Linked DNA regions of Mus musculus: region 1 is linked to region 2. A link is a contact called in public Hi-C data. All regions are on one chromosome and are shown on one strand. Each heading gives the region's core, a stretch centred on a gene start, on an enhancer-like site or on the middle of the called end of the contact. The rest is flanking DNA. Distances are from core to core; before and after follow the strand shown. Region 1 overlaps Dpf3 (D4, zinc and double PHD fingers, family 3). Region 2 overlaps Dpf3 (D4, zinc and double PHD fingers, family 3).

Region 1 (5,413 bases), core at 184-2,683, 94 kb before region 2:
TCCCTTCCTCCTTTCCTTTCTTCCCTCTCTCCTTCCTCTACCTCTTCCTCCTTCCCTTTCTTTCTTTCTTTCTTTCTTTCTTTCTTTCTTTCTTTCTTTCTTTCTTTCTTTCTTTCTTTCTTTCTTTCTTCCTTCCTTCCTTCCTTCCTTCCTTCCTTCCTTCCTTCTTTCTTTTTTCCTTCAAGACAAGGTGTCTTAGCCAGGGTTTCTGTTCCTGCACAAAACATCATGACCAAGCAGCAAGTTGGGGAGGAAAGGGTTTATTCAGCTTACACTTCCATACTGCTGTTCATCACCAAAGGAAGTCAGGACTGGAACTCAAGCAGGTCAGGAAGCAGGAGCTGATGCAAAGGCCATGGAAGGATGTCACTTACTGGCTTGCTTCCCCTGGCTTGCTCAGCTTGCTTTCTTATAGAACCCAAGACTACCAGCCCAGGTATAGCACCACTCACAAGGGGCCCTCCCTCCTTGATCACTAATTGAGAAAATGCCTTACAGCTGGATCTCATGGAGGCATTTCCCCAACTGAAACTCCTTTCTGTGTGATAACTCCAGCCTGTGTCAAGTTGACACACAAAACCAGCCAGCACACAAGGTCTCACTATGAAGCTCTGGCTGTCTTGGAACTCACTATGTAGACCAGGCTGGACTCAAACTTATACAGATCCACCTGCTCTGCCTCCAGAGTGCTGGGACTTATGGTGCACAACACTAAACTTTTTTTTTTTTGGTGGGTGGGGGGAATTATTCCTTAATATCTCTGTGGATTAAATGCTTGACTAGTTGAGCATCTTTCAACTCCAGACCTTTGGTCCCTGTGGCCCTGGGAAGATACAGAGATATATCTTCATATTAGAGAATGGGAAACTGTGGTGCAGATGAGGAAGTTAATTTCTCAAGGGTGTCGGTGGTGAAGCCAAGGGTTACTACAGGGAGCAGGTCAGGACTGGCACTGTTCTCTCTAGGACCTGACGCACACACTTATCCAGGTGCTTGAAAATGGAGAGCTTTAGACGTCGGAATCTTTCCTGCTCCCCTCGAACCTGAGGCCTTGCCAGCACCCCTGGCCTGAATCACTCAGGCAGCATCAGGCTCTTTGCCCTTCCTGCAGAATCCCAAGGGTAGCAGGAGGGAAGGCTGCCAGAAATGGCTTCTAGTTCCTTCTCCTCGTTTTCTTGTTCTGGGCAGCCTTTCAATGACTAGAGATGAATGACCAGGCAGGGTGTACTTCCTTCCTTCCTCTGGCTGCTGGGGGGACTGACAGGAGGGTGGGAGACTGTAGCTCAGGATGCCCCAAAGCAGAGAAAGTCATAAGGTAGCCAACAAACCAGGGACAAAGACCCTCAGAGGGGCACCTCCAAGGGAAAGGTTCAGGAGGAGGTCTGAGCCTGCCCAGGGTGCTGTCCCTGCTGCATGGAACTGCCAGAACTCCACAGATGGGAGCAGGCAGTGGCCAACTTCCTCAGCTCCTGCAAATCCTGCATCTTAATTAGTTCCCTACTGTTTTTGTCCATGGCCCACATTTTAATAGTCTCTAGGCTTCTTCCACCATTTGCTCTCTGATGCTTGATGTGATTTCTCTTCTCCCCAAGACAGCCCCCCCCCCCACACCCTCCCGTCCAGGAACAGCTTAAGGAACGCTGATGTGCCAGGCATGTAGGTTGAGATTGATGGGGCTGTCGGCGGCGGGCTCCTGTGCCCCCCAGCCATCCCCCTCTGCCAGGCGCACTCCTTAGATGGATGAGTCGGGTGGGGGTGGGCACAAGGGAGGGCAGTGGAGAAGTAAAGCCCTTAGCTAGGTGTGAGCCAGTGGCCAGCGTGACCTTCTGCTGGGCCTGCTATGGATGCCGCTGTGTCCTTCCAAGAGAGAAGGATGCCGGCTCCCACCCCCCATCTGTCAGTGTTTATCTGTCTCTGTGTGTGTGGGGGTTTCTGGGCTTGGTATGGCCAGGAGAATGGATGCCTTCAAGTGCATCCAGGGAAATGACCTGTCATTTATCTCTTTCCTGCAATGTCAGAGCCTGCAGCCATCTATCCTAGATGCCCGCATTGGCCGCCTCTTCTGCTCCTGGTGGCTCCCGGGAGGAAGGTAGCTAGCTGGGCAGGCCTTCAGCCTTCTTCATGCTGCAACTGCCGGTGCCCCGGCACCTGCTCCCTGGCTTCCTGAAGTCTCGGGTGGCAGAACTGGAGTCAATAGAACTTAGGGGCTGTTTTGGCACTGCTTGTGTTCCTGACAAGGGACCAAGGCCTGGAGCTAGAAGAGGGCAGAGTAGCCGCATGGCTGCTGCAGCTTCCAAGGCTTCATTTTGTAGATGGGCCAGAGGGTCCCATGTTTAGAGCAGGGGCCCGAAGCCTGAGAATCACTTAAGTCTGCTCTTGCATACTTTCCTCCCACCTCGGTCTTCTCATGGACAGGCACAGTGCAGGGACCCATCTTCTTCATCTGCATCCCTAGAAGCCGGCATAAGGCCTGGGACATGGTACATGAATGATAACGATTTGTTAAATGAAGCTGGGAGAACACACTGAGTTCTCCTATATACTTTCCCGGATGAGGGAAGTTGAGAGACGGAGATGCCTTGGCCTAGAGCTGGGCTTCCTGTCCAGCTCTGTCATTGTCCTGGGCCTATATTTAGTCATAGGTTATAGACTCCTTTCCTATTCTCATAATCTACTGGAGAAAGAAAACACTGAATAGATACCACAAGGCCTGGATCCAAGTTCAGATCCCTCAATCACTAGCTTTGGAAGCTTGGGCGGTTACCTGGGAGACCAGACCCTGATTCTTCACATATGAAACGTGGGTAATGGTAGACTTTTTTTCTTTTTTAGGTCTGTTCTAAAGGCCATGTGGAGTGGAGGCAGGGTGAGGAGGCATAGAGATGTTGCCTCCCCAGACACTGTGGAATGGGCTCAGGGGACCTCCACAAAGACTGTGTGCGACACTCCTCAGTATCAGCGAGAAAATTATTACAGACAGCTTGCTGCACTGCAGGGAAATTGTGTGCTGTCTGGTCTGGAGCCAGGAACACATTATATCTCTGAGTTTCCCCCCCAAAGCCTCATTCTAGCATCTTCTATGTTGAGGAGAGTTCTTGGAACCTGGTTGTGGGATCCACTGTCCGCTTTTACTATAGCTGTTGTCCTGTGATACACAGGGGCGTAGAGCTGCAATGTGCTGTGCTAGGCAGGCCCATATGCCTGAAGCTCATCTTCTGCCCTTGGTGGAAGCTGCTCTTCTTTCTTTTGGAGAACCATGCCTCTGTGGACTTGCCCAGATAAGAATTCACACCTTGGTGCCCCTAGCATTGGGCATCTGTCCTTGGCTAGATTTGTCACATATAGAAAGAAGCCCCCTTGCTTGGGGACCGGGGCACTCATTCCTGCCCAGTGTACTCTTGGGTCTGACAAGGAGAGGCTAAGCTCTCTGAGGAAAGAGCTTTGCCCCTATTCTGCCAGCTTCCTCCCAGCACAGGCTTATCCTGGGGTTCTGTAAGTAGTGCAACACCTCCTCTGTGGTCTCCCCATTTCTGTGTTTACTGTCCTTCAGAGTGACCCTGTTACTCTATAGGCAACGCTCTGCCTCTCTCTGCTCAAAGCCTCCTGTGGCTTGTCATCACACCCAGGTTGGAAGCTGGTATTCTTGCTGCCACCTACACAGCACTTCAATGTTCCTGCAACTCTGTGAGCTGACCTCCTGGGAGCCCCCAACTCACTGTGTGTGTTCCAGGCAAATGGCAGCTTCAGGGCAGATGTACTAAGCTCGCTGGTGCCTGTGACATTTTTGCATGGCTACCCAAACAGGCCTCTTCTCACTACTCTTCCAGGCTCTTGCTTTCCTGGCCATATTTAAAAGTACCTAACACCTTCCTAATGCCCCCATATGGCAGCTTCCCTGCCATGTTCTTGTCCTTTCTCCAAAGCATCAATTACAAAATGCCAGATCGTAGACCTCAGTACAGTCATTTCTTATATCCCTTCCCAACGGTGTCATTTCTTATGAACTTGAATGTAAGTTCTATGAAGGCAGGTATTTTTGTCATCCACAGCTGTGTCCCCAGCATCTGTTACAGCCTCCTCCATACTTGGCTACTAGCTGTTGAATAAATGAACAAAGCTGGGTGCTTTCCATTGTGTGGCTGCTGTTTCTCCTCCAAAGCTGCAGGGGGCTCTACCCACCCTTGGGAGTGGGGCGGGGCCCGTCTCTCTCTTGGAGCTGTGTTCATGCTCCGACTCTTCTGTCCTTTAACTGCTCCAGATTCTGCCTGGTGGCTTCTTTTCTCCCTGGGCCATACCCATTCTTGGGAAAGTTGGGCCTCATCATGTCCAGTAGCCTGAGAGTGTTGGGAGGCAGGGGTTTGGGTTGAGGTGCACAAGAACAGGGAGAATGGAGGAGGAGGAGGAAGGAAGGGGGAGCCTGGCTCTGGACCATCTACTGGGCTCAGACCCTTTATAGTTGATCTCTCATTTGCTCTTTAGCAACAGTGGGAGGTGGGCTTTGCTCTCTGTTTTACAGCTGAGGTAGTCAAAGCCAACTGTGAGATTTAGGGTGGTGGGACTGAGGTTTTATCCCTAAACATCCAGTTGCCTCAGCCCCCTTGAACTACTTTTTACTTAATTACTTATAAACAGGATATCATGTAGTGCAAGCTGGTCTTGAACTTGCTGTGCAGCCAAGAATGGTCTTGGCATCCTGATCTTTATTAGGGTGTGCCACCACATTCCATTTTATACAGGGCTGGGTGTAGAACTCAGGGCTGCATGCATGCTAGGCAAGTGCTCTGCCAACTGAGCTATAACTCCAGTCTTTAGCTATTCTAATGTTTTCAAGCTTTATAAAGGTATACTGGAGTGTGTGTGTGTGTGTACTCAGTAAGATACATATAGATGTATCTATGCATATGTATCATACATATGTGATACTATAGGATTGTTTTTTGTGTGTGTACTCACAAATACATATAGATCTGTGAATATGTATGAATGTTTCATATACACACACACACACATATATATACATATATATACACACATATATACATATTCGTACATATTCATGGAAGTGTGTGTATGACCGTGGAGGTTGAACGTAGGATCTTGGGCATGGTAGGCAAGTGCTCTAGCAGTGAGCCACATTTCTACCCACCCTGATGTTTGATACACGTGGACACTGTAAAATGATTAGCTAAGACTAATGAATGTGTCTAACACCTCACATAGTTGGTCATTTCTATATGTATGTATGTGTGTGTTGAGAACACTCAGATGGACTCTGTCAGCAATTTTAAGTACAACAACATGTTATGACTAACCAGTCACCATTCTGTGCCATGGATCTCCTGGATGCAGTCATCCTCCCTACCTGAAGCCTTATAACCTCCTCCAGTGGGTCTCACACGCCTTGGAAGTGTCT
Region 2 (5,314 bases), core at 2,535-5,034:
AGCAAGTGAGACATCACCCTGATGCTAGTGCTGCGTTATGGCTGACTTATGGATTTGGAGACACCAGTGGTTTATAATCTCGAACACTTCTTTGGGTAAAATAGGCTGTCTTACCTTCATAAATATCAACCTTATGTCCACAATGGGAAAATAAATCAATATGTTCAAACCATTGTTACTTTCTGTAATAATCCTTTTTGCTTTATGCTACAGATCAATCGCTCAATACCCGATTGAATGCCTTCCGTGTTGCAATACTGTGTGAGGTTCTGAAGGACATACAGAGAAGCAAAAAGGGATGCTTGCTTGTTTTTTCTCTTTCTTTCTTTCTTTCTTTCTTTCTTTCTTTCTTTCTTTCTTTCTTTCTTTCTTTCTTTCTTTCCTTCCTTCCTTCCTTCCTTCCTTCCTTCCTTCCTTCTTTCTTAAGATGTTTTTTTATTTTATGTATGTGAGTACACTGTAGCTGTACAGATGGTTGTGAGCCTTCATGTGGTTGTTGGGGGTTGAATTTTTAGGACCTCTGCTTGCTTCAGTCAATCCCACTCACCCCAGTCAACTCTGACTGCTCAGTCCCTGCTTGCTCCCGCCCAAAGATTTATTTATTATTATACATAAGTACACTGTAGGTGACTTCTGACACACCAGAAGGAGGCATCAGATCTCATTACGGGTGGTTGTGAGTCATCATGTGACTGCTGGGATTTGAACTCAGGACCTTTGGGAGAACAGTCAGTGCTCTTAACCACTGAACCATCTCTCCAGTCCAAGGGATGCTCTCCATGTGCTCATGTGAGCAGCTGGGTTTAGGCTTTTCATAGGTGGATGGTTAGGTTACTAATTCCATTCTGTAGAGATGGGATCTGATACTCAAGGGGGTTGAAGTAATAAAAGTGCTAGTGATAGCTGGCAAAGTCTGAGTTTTTTAGTCAATTTCTTTCTTTTCTCTTCTCTTCTCTTCTTTTCTTTTCTTTTCTTTTCAGATAATATTACTGCTGAAGCACAAGATTATTTATTTATTTATTTATTTGTCTTTTATGACTCTAAAGTATGGTTCTCCAGTGTGTCATGCCAGACATCCTTTGTTTTAGTGGCAGAGAAACAGGTGGTTAACATATTATTCAAGATAAAGCATGCATAATTAAATGCCAAGTTGCCACCAACTGCAGATGTTAGGCAGGCTCAGCAAGGAGAGGTACCGGTGCTAGCTGATGTGGGGACAAGACTTCAGAGAAGAATGAATGGAGTTGGTATGGACAGAGAGAAGGCAGGCCACTGAAAGCAACAGCAGGTGGCAGGCAGATGGGCCGAAGCAGAAAAGGTGTGAGCAGGCATGGGGGTTTGGAGCCAGAGTGGAGAGAAACATGCTGTCAGCATTGACATCAAGAGGAGGTTTGATCCTCAATAAAAGAATTAGGAATAGCAGGAAGTAGGGCCCCCTCGTGAGCTCGTAAGCAGGATCTGTGTGACTCTTAGCATGGCTCTGAGTGTAGCTGAGTCGTGAGTGCCAAGAAAGCTTGGTTCATTCACTCTCCCCATCCCGCAGCATCTGTCTTGTGATGGATGGTAGCTTCCGAGTCCTCCTGGACAAAGCAGCAACCACATTCCTTCTAGATGGCTTGAAAGACTCAGTGTCTCCCAGCTTCAGTATGATGTCTAACTGGTCCAGAGCACATCTTTCTGAGTGCTGACCCTGGAGGTTGGTGATTCCATGGCCATTTTCTGCCAAGGGTTGTTCTTTCAACCTTGCGGATTGGAAATGCACCTGGGAGGAGCATAGTATATTCAGAGAGGCCCGCTGGCCACTTGGTCTCAGAGAGCCTATTTCAATTTGAGATGTAAACCTATGATTGTTCTGATAAAATTAGAACTAAATGTACTTGGTCCTTTAGGTTGATAGGTCAGTGGCTGAGGATAAAGTGAAGAAGAGAAAGAGGAGGGGAAATGGCTGGGATGCTGGTCATGCCCATTCTTGGGTGTAGAAGCGTCTCAAGGCTTCATTGTCTAGATAATTTGATTTGCCTCTTATAGGGAATGAGAAGTTGCACTTGTAACCCTTAAGCTTTTAAAAAAGATTTATTTCCTTTTAGTTTTTAAGATTTATTCATGTATAAAAAAGTTCTCTATTTGCATGTATACTTGCATAACAGAAGAGAGCCTTAGATCCCATTACAGACAGTTGTGAGCCACCATGTGGTTGCGTGGAATTGAACTCAGGACCTTTGGAAGAGTAGCCATTGCTCACAACTGCTGAGCAGTCTCTCCAGCCCCTTATTTCATTTTATTTATAGTATCAGTGAATGGGCATGTGCATCTGAATACAGGTAACCATGGAGGCCAGAAGAGCCTGTCAGGTCCCATGGAGCTAGAGTTCTAGGAGGTTGTGAGATGCGCTGCCTGGATGCTGGAAACCAAACCCAGGTACTTTGCAAGAGCAGCACAAACTCTTGCCTGCCCCATCCCATGAGTCTTCCGATTCTAATACTGTCTGTCTCCCCTCTCTGTGATTTTACTTCACTGACGGCTTCCTTCCCTATTAGGTTCTGAAGCTGAAAGAGGTGCAGCCATGTGTTAGAAGTGTGGATGGAGAAGGCAAAGAGTATGGGCCACTTCTGCACAGTAGCCCAAAGGGGCTGGCACTTTCTGCCGCACTAAATCCTCATCATTTCACTCTTGATGTATCTTCTGAGACGCCCTGTTGGAAGCTATTGTCCCACTTAGCAGGTGAATAAATAGATGGGCACTTAGAGGTGCCAAAGCCCTGTGAATGTGTTGGACTGGTCCAGACCCCACGTGTATTCTCTGTTGTTCACGTGAGTTCACTTGACTTTCCATGTTACTTGCCTAGAATGTTCAATGACAATTGTCTTGGCAACTGTATAGATCACAGGAGCAGAGCACTGGACTCAAAGAGAATGACATGAAACTACAATATAATAGCAGCCACCTTCCCTCTAATGAGAGGAATTATTGTAACAGGCCTCCAGATGGGACCCTCTTCCTTCTTGCCTTTCTGCCCTTGCGAAGGACCCATGTTTGGTTCTCAGCACCCATGCTGGGCATCTCACAACCACATATAGTTCCAGCTCCTTGGGATCTACAGGCCCATTTGCAGCCTGCAGATTTAGTTAGACCTCATCAAACCTTTGTGCATCCCCTTGTTCCTTCGCCTGCCTTCTTCCTTTCGTCTAACAGGACTCCTGTTGGCCTCTGGGAGAATCCTCCATCCTGTTGACCATTGATTGGCTGCTGAGCCCTGGGGCTGAAGCCAGTGTTTAAGTGAATCTTCGTTACTTAGCAAAGCAAATTGCTTAGTTACAAAGAGCAAGCTTCCCTGGCCAGGCTTCCTGTGCTGGGCGACTCTACAGGCCCTTGATCCCTCTCACTCCTAGGCAGGACACTTTGTCTATCCCCAGTTTTGTTGCCTCCCATTACCTCATTTTGGGTCATAGCCATCACTTGGCTAGCTACTTCAAATGCAGTTCACTCTCCATCCTTGTAATTAATGGCTCCAACATGGTATTAGTCAGCTGACTTTTTGAGAACTTTAGGGTGCCGCTTTGGTAAGAATGTGATGTTAAAAAATTATGACCTTTAATACATTCAATTCCTACCTTGCTTCCAGAAACCAAAGGATGAGTAAAGTGCTTTGGAGGTATTCCTTCTGGAAAGTTCTTCCTCTTAGGAGGCAGGGAAGTAGAGAATTGGCTGCAGAGCAGACAATATGCAGGACCAGTTTGGCTCTGGCTCTCCTCTGTGTTCATCCTTCCGGAAGGTAGGGCCAGGGAGGAGACAGTCATCTGGCTAAGATCCCAAGGGCTCTTATTTATTGTAGTGGCATATGGAAGGGGCAGCCCTTGGATGCCAAGATTCCAGATCCCTGCTCACCCTATTCTTGGTCATTCTCTCTTGGGGCCCAGGACCACATTGTATAAAGACTTAGCAGAGCTGGTTAGAGCACAGCCCTGCTTTCCCCATGCCCCATGACCATGGGCAGGATGCTTAACGTTTGGGAATCACTTTGCTCCTGTGTCTAAAGAAGGGACTGGACTCAAGGGTCGTCAGAGTCCTCCTGTGCTCTGACAGTGTGTTGGTTAGCTAGATCATTGTGACTATGTGTTCTGGCCCCAAATCTTGTCTGCATTTTAAGTAGAGGATGGTTTCTTTTAAAGACACTTGACAAAGTTTTATCTCCCTCTCCCCTACAACACTGCTCATGTCTTTAAGGCAGAAGGTTCCCCTGTCCTTTGTCCATCTAGATTTCTAACTCCCTCTGACCTGACTACTCCTAGATCTGTCTCTGTCTTGCCCAGAGGAGGCAAGTGGTAAGCCAGTCTGGCTAGAGTCAGGGTCTCTGTGCAGAGGGAAGAGACTGAGGTCAACACACCTGCAAGGTCACATGGTCTTTCCCACTATTGGCTTTAGAGAGGTCAAACTCCATCATCTGCAGACTGGGCCTTATTTCAGACAAGGCCATGTTGACTACAGGGCTGCTCTGCCCTTGCCTCTTGGGGATAGGCATGAGGCCCTAAGTGCTGAACTGACAGAGGAGAGCCCATTGTCAGATCTTTATCCATATTTCCAGACACAGTCCCTCATTTTTAGTTCCGTGTGGGCAGAATTTGGCCATATACTTGACCTGGTTCTGCCTGGGTAACTATGGGATGCCCTTTAATCTGTGAGCTAACTTAGAGCCAGGAGCAGGTCTCTCTTTTCCCACATTGTACTTTGTAGCTTCACATTTCCCTCAAGGACAGCCTGGAGTGTGGACAGGGACAGTGGAGTGTGATAGGGAAACCAGGATTTCAGCCAATAATCCCTCTGGCTTGGGAGGTGACCAGAATGGTCAGAAGCCCATGTCCTCTGAGAGCCGCTGATCTTATCTTGTCAGAGGAAGGGACATTGCAGTGGCCTGTGGCCTGTGGCCTGTGTCTGAGGGCTGTTATGAGTCTCCCCACGTGGATGTTGGAATAAGATGTCTTGCACATGTCTTTGCCAGTTCCTACCTAGGTCATCTTAAATTTTTTTTAATGTCCTGAGCTTCAGCTTCTTCATCAATAAACCTTAGTCACAGATTGTTTAAAGATTAAATGAGGAAGTGTGTTGAAAGTGCTTAGCACATAGGGAGCTTCTCATTAAATTAGCATTAATAATGCTAATTCCCCTCAGGGGATTGTTAGAGAATTGAGTGAGTTTCAGTATCTTTTAAAGAATTTGATTAACAGGACCTAGTCTTAACAAACTAAATGATAATGGTAATGAAAAGAAATGGGGTTGGCAGCCCAGCTCTTGGTAGAGCACTTGCCTAACATGCATG

What was found. Hi-C and Micro-C count contacts between places; a contact is called where the count stands out from the background.
Region 1: a contact with region 2 is called in a Hi-C map of cerebellar granule neurons, with 2.0 times the contacts expected there. The contact joins two enhancer-like sites. A contact is called at or near these places in 3 of 484 Hi-C or Micro-C datasets (the N1E-115 cell line, cerebellar granule neurons and nephron progenitors) and 2 of 9 other capture datasets (adipose tissue and pancreatic islet).

The regions. Positions count from the first base shown.
Region 1 is chr12:83,338,776-83,344,188 of GRCm38.p6, reverse strand. The region is part of intron 3 of Dpf3 (D4, zinc and double PHD fingers, family 3); the gene reads left to right. Among named protein-coding and RNA genes, the nearest start is that of Dpf3, 150 kb to the left of the region's middle. Within about 2 kb of position 1,433, at least 39 of the 459 cell types and tissues checked have an H3K27ac peak or open chromatin away from gene starts, as enhancers often do. A contact at or near this core is called in cerebellar granule neurons, where this site is marked.
Region 2 is chr12:83,247,346-83,252,659 of GRCm38.p6, reverse strand. The region is part of intron 8 of Dpf3 (D4, zinc and double PHD fingers, family 3); the gene reads left to right. Among named protein-coding and RNA genes, the nearest start is that of Gm51988, 95 kb to the right of the region's middle. Within about 2 kb of position 3,784, at least 6 of the 459 cell types and tissues checked have an H3K27ac peak or open chromatin away from gene starts, as enhancers often do. A contact at or near this core is called in cerebellar granule neurons, where this site is marked.